Regions from separate parts of the Drosophila melanogaster genome. Here region 2 is linked to region 1. Evidence: chromatin contacts called from public ChIA-PET data. All regions are on one chromosome and are shown on one strand. Each heading gives the region's core, a stretch centred on a gene start, on an enhancer-like site or on the middle of the called end of the contact. The rest is flanking DNA. Distances are from core to core; before and after follow the strand shown. Region 1 holds the start of ps (pasilla). Region 2 holds the start of GstZ2 (Glutathione S transferase Z2).

Region 1 (2,700 bases), core at 174-2,673:
AATATCAAAGAAAGTGGAAATGGTATTTATTTATAATTAACAATATTGTTTGACTAATTGTTCGTTCGTCAGCTGGATGTGTGCCACCTACTGCCGAATGTGGCGAGATGCGAGCGCACGACGCTGACTTTCCTGCAGAATTTGGAGCACTTGGATGGCATGGTGGCGCCGGAAGTGTGCCCCATGGAAACCGCCGCTTATGTGAGCAGTCACTCAAGCTGATCGCAACGTGTTATGGCAAAGGATAAAGCAGAAACTGAAGCCAAGCGACCATCTCACAACCTATGAATCTCGGACGCTAATCCACTGCAATACAGGCAATCTTCGTTTAATGTTCGACTTAAGCACTGACTGCACCGAAAGACGTAATGCGTAATCCATACTACGTATCATTTATTTATTCAAGCTTCCACACGAGGGTTTGGAAATTCAATCCTATGACGCAGCGGTGTATTTTTCGCACCCCCGTGTAACTACACGTTTTACTCTGTTTCCCCTAGTTTTTTACGTTTTTTTGTGATATCCATCCAGTCCCACAGCAAGCAATACATGTCTGTACTCGATATCCCCAATGGGGTTATTGCCTATAACAATGAATCGTAACTATAACTAACGTTTAACTGTAAAGTAGGCTTAGTGATAATGACGCAACTGCAATGATATTAATCTCGACGTTTGTTTTTTACAAATTGAATAAAATTGAGTCTCATTTAGAATCGACTTTTACGTGCTATTCTAAACTAAAAACATAACGACTGTTTTTATTCGAAAAAGGAAAGGATTTGTATTACTATTCAAAATCGTCATTTAGGCTTTAGTTAGAATCGTGTTGTTGGTAAGTTATGAATGCACTTTCTATGAATATTTAATTTTTCTCAGTAAACTAAAATAAATACATTTTAATTTAATTTTTAACATTACATTTAATTTTTTTTTTAATATTGTAAGTAATGAATGTTAGTAAACAGTTGATCTTTGCATTATTAAGTTTTGAATTTATGTGGATTATGAAACGAGCTTTTGAGACGACTAATTAAAGCCATAATCATGAGTTATAGTTTTAGTGGATGAAAAACAGAATGCAATCTTATCAGCTCCAGTGCGGGGTACTATTATTGCCAGAATGACCTACAGAGATAGAGATACTAAGAGCGCGGAATTGGAAAATGCACAATGGAAATGGAAATCCGGATTGAGTGTAAAGTGGTTGTTTTGGATAGAGAGCGAATCGCTGCGCAGTTCGCTCTCTTCAAAATCCGAAACGAGCAACGAAAGCAAAACCGAATCCGAATCGGAATCCGAATTCGTATTTGTATCTGTAAGATACGCTCTCGCGCTCTCTTCAACGACGACCATCGGAATTTTTCTATACAGAAACAAAAATCTCAGTCAGCTCGCTGTTTTCAAGTTTGGAATCCGCATTTCAGTTCAGTTGGATTCAGTCACAGAGTCAGAGCGTCAGATTCAGATCATCGTGGTCGCCAGTGAGTTTGTTTATATGTTTGTGGCTGCCTGTGTGTTTGCTTGTCAAGTTCTGCAACAAAAACAAGGCATCTAAACAAAAGTGGTTCAAAACAATTACGAGGAATAAAATCCAACTAAAACGAATAATAAAACACACAGTGTCGCTTAAATCGCAGAGTATCTGCAGCTCTAGTTCTTGTTGTTGTTGTTTTTTGAGGCGGACTGGAATTTAATTTAATTAAATCAAGTACGAATGTGTGCGTGAGTGTGTGTGTGTGTGTGTCTAAGCTGGGTTCTTGAGTTGTTCTTGTTCTAAGTTCTTTTTTTCGTGGCGTGTATCTGTGTGCGCGTGTCGTGTGCTGGTTTGCGTGTGCTTTTTGTGAACTACGTTTTGTTTCAATGCCAAAAAAAAGTATCTATGCCCTGGCATGTGCTCTCTCTCCATCTCTCTCTCGCTCGCTCATGCTGGTTACATAAATACTGGTAGAAGAAGTGGAAGAGATGGTGGTGAAGAAGGAGGAGGCGGAGGTAACAGAAATTGAAATACAAATTCAATTAACACCTGAAAACGAAAATCCAACTGGAACGCAAACGTCTGATTGGATAAGGAAAATAGAAAACGGGCAAACATGTGTTTGAATTTCCAACTCGTCTTCTTCTTCCCGTCCCTATGAAATGTTCAAAAGCAAAGCTCCTTGAAAGAGGAGGGTATAAAAGAATGTGGAAAAGAGCAGCAGAACCAGAACGAGAACACCAAAAAAAGAAAACGAAATTAACGACGTCACATAAAAGTGTGTCAAAGCAGCAGCTCACGCACACCAGCGTGCGCCAATTTGTATCTGTGTGAAGCTTTAGCTCTCTCCCTCTCTCGCACCGTCCCTCTCATTCGCTGATAAAACGCAACGCACACAGCGCGTATACATAATTTATATATTTATTTAAATGTTTTTCGTTTGCTCGCTTCGAACAACGAGTTTTTCTCGTTCTAAGACTGTCGCCTTTTATTTCTCGCTCCATCTTCCGATTTGAGCTCTTTTCAACATATGGCATTGCTCAATTATTATGTCATAAACAGTTTGAATGGCAAATATGCGATAGAAGTTCAATTCGTTCAAGGCGATATTATTTTTCAAGCTTTGCGTTTTTGGCGCAGGAAATGCAAAAGTTGTCGCTGACTTGCGTGTGGTTGTGTGCAGGAACGTGCAGCAATTTTCCAACGTTTGCATGAAAAACCTA
Region 2 (2,700 bases), core at 109-2,608, 43 kb after region 1:
TATATCCTAACCAAATGGCCGCCGATGAGGACGAGCCCTAAAATGATATACACACAGCTGGCTGTTCCGGCTTGGCCAATCAACCCAGCAGAGCCTATCGACGGGTCGTTGTCGTCGCCACCCACACGAAACTGTATTCACCGAAAGCATAATGAGTTCCCTAAAAGTTCAATGAACCCAGGCGAAAGTGAGGACGGTGGGTCCGATAAGTTTCGATATCCGACATCCTACATTCGAACCCCGAACCCCGAGCAGCGAGGTCCCGAGCTCCCGAGTCCCGAACTGTGTCGCACCCCAAGGTCGGCTAGGGGCATTAACCTTATTCAAGTTGTCGTTGTCCTGAGTCCACAGCGCGAAGGCAGCTCCAAGGACACAGGACCCCTACTCAAGAGAAAATTGGCTCAGAAGTTTCGCCATTCGCTTGGAGAGGGTGTGCTTTTTCAGGGGTTGCTCGGCCGTCGGCGCGTTAGAGTTTGAGTCAAAACCCAGGGGCAGGGTTGTCGAGTTCGGTCTAAAACTAAGCCATAAGTGGAAGGCGGGTTGGATTAGATGCCTCTCTGTTATAGCTTATATTTATTCCAACAAATGTAAAACAGTTATTCAAAAAGCCTTTTACCTAAATATGTATAGTGATTAAATCAAGCAAGTTTTATAAATTAATTTAAGCAAGGACAAATGTTTATATTCATTTATACAACCGGATTTTTGAAATTGAAATGCATATCCTTTTTTGCAACTTTTCGCCGCCTGACAACCCTGTTTTGCAACTTTTGCAGTGTGTACGCGAGGGAGGAGAGCTCGCTGTTCTGCGCAAAATCAAATTGCGGATTCGAAAGCGGGGTATGAGTGAAACTTAGACCAAGTGAACTGAAGTCAGAGATTGCTGGCCGCGTGGTATGAGTGATATTTGCGGGAACTGGAATGGATTTTTGCCAAATGCCCGAAAGAAGGCGCCAATGACGCTGGGATTCGCTTACCTTGGCTATGGCCGATAAGGACATAGCGTTGTGGTGGTACTTTGAGTAATTAATTTTGAAGCCGTTTGGTGCACACGCACAACACCGATGAAGAATTAAAAGAGGTTACGATCCAAGCCGGTTTATCGAAAAGCGACAATTACTCCTCGGATATCTGTCTATCCAGCTAATTCCGCACAATTCGATCTCGAGGATATGTTTTCCACCGAACGAACACTAAACACCAATTTCCAGAGATATGTGGCTCTTCCTGCGCACAGTTCTGTTTGTATTTGCAGCCGCTCAAATGCACTCAAAACCTCAAACTAAAACCGCTTGTGATTGCGCTTAGCCAAAGGATAGCGACAGGATATGAAGCCAGGACGCAACTGAACACACTGAACTAAATAAACGAGTGCGAAAGCGAAAGCAAAAGCGAACGCGAAAAGGACAATGACAAACGCCAACAACAATGCCAGCTCTGCGAGCTTGCGTGTCTGTGAGAGGGAGGAAGGACCACCGCGAAAGGAAGAGAGAAAAACAAAAAGAGTGAGAGAGAAGAGAGCGTAGCAGGATAACAAAGAAAATGGGGAGAGCACCATACGAAAGCTTTTGGGGTCGCGTCTTAGCTAAACTTTGGAGGGACTTAAAATGGCGCGTAAGATAAAATGCTTTAGGTACGGTGAACACCCACTAAGGCCAACAGATCGAAAAACCAGCTAAGAAATTCACTGATAAATTCATTCACTGATGTGACAGAATATTGGACTTCTACATTTTCAGAGCTAAGGCTTTGGAAATCCGCTTAAAAAGGAATTAAAACAACAACTTTTTAGTTACGACCACCACTTTATTTTCGTTTTGTGTTTTTTTAAGTTTAGTTCATTTTCATTAAATTTGCTCAAATCATGTTCGATTAAATTACAAGTGCTTAAACCTAAAAGTATGTATGTATGTACGTATGTATGGACTAAAATAGTTAACAAAGTTTGGCAATCAGTTACAGTTAGTCAAAACAAGTTTAAAACCATTACGCATGTACAACCAAAACAACAACTGGAAATCGAATTAGTTATACATATGTATGTACATATGTACATATACAATAATTAATTTTTTGGGTTTTCAGTATTTTTTATTTTTCTTCATTCGTCCTGTAGTGACCCACCCAGTTTAGGCCAGCTACGATTAGTAGAAATGCAACAATGTGTAAAGCGGCTTAAAAGCAACCGCCACAACCAATAGAATATCACACCAAAAAATGGCAGAGTACAACAGATCCAACAGAGATTGTAATCAGTGAGTGTGTTGAGTGTATAGTATGAGCAGAAATCGTGTTATAAGGGACGCGGACCTAACTAGCTAGGTAGGATGCGCAAGGACGGGCCTCAGGATCCTGGATCCGTGGTATCTAGATCTCGAGCTATGACCCATCCTGCCTTGAGGTTCGTGCCTGTACAGTGTGCTCTCGCGGGTGTCCGGGGCGTGGGCTTTGGGTACAACATTCATAAAGTTTATCTACCTCGGCGCTACCTAAGTTGTCGTTGTCGTTTTGCTAGCTAACAAAAGTAACTGTGTATATATATGTATAAAATTACCAACAAATTCATAAATTATTGTTGTAATACGTTTAGAAAATAGTGTCCATATATCCCCATGCATCTTCACACTTAACCTAATTTTTTTCTTTATCTGTTTTGAAGAATTGACTACTATTAAATGGCAAATGTGTGCCATAGTTTCT

What was found. ChIA-PET counts read pairs in DNA pulled down with a chosen protein or histone mark.
Region 2: an RNA polymerase II ChIA-PET map of the S2 cell line shows a contact between it and region 1, with 2.8 times the contacts expected there. The contact joins the promoter of GstZ2 here to the promoter of ps in region 1. A contact is called at or near these places in 1 of 1 datasets of contacts at CTCF or cohesin (the Kc167 cell line), 32 of 107 Hi-C or Micro-C datasets (the Clone 8 cell line, the D17-c3 cell line, the Kc167 cell line and 17 more) and 5 of 6 datasets of contacts at active chromatin or transcription factors (the Kc167 cell line and the S2 cell line).

Annotation. Positions count from the first base shown.
Region 1 is chr3R:9,416,517-9,419,216 of dm6, forward strand. It overlaps ps (pasilla), which reads left to right and starts at 1,424. Exons shown (of 7, transcript NM_001202270.2): 1 at 1,424-1,484. alpha-Man-IIa (alpha-Mannosidase class II a) reads left to right here. Exons shown (of 5, transcript NM_079567.3): 5 at 73-748. The coding sequence ends at 222.
Region 2 is chr3R:9,459,294-9,461,993 of dm6, forward strand. GstZ2 (Glutathione S transferase Z2) reads right to left here and starts at 1,359. Exons shown (of 4, transcript NM_169286.2): 1 at 978-1,359. The coding sequence starts at 1,001. It overlaps CG16779, which reads right to left. Exons shown (of 12, transcript NM_001300325.1): 12 at 1,791-2,700.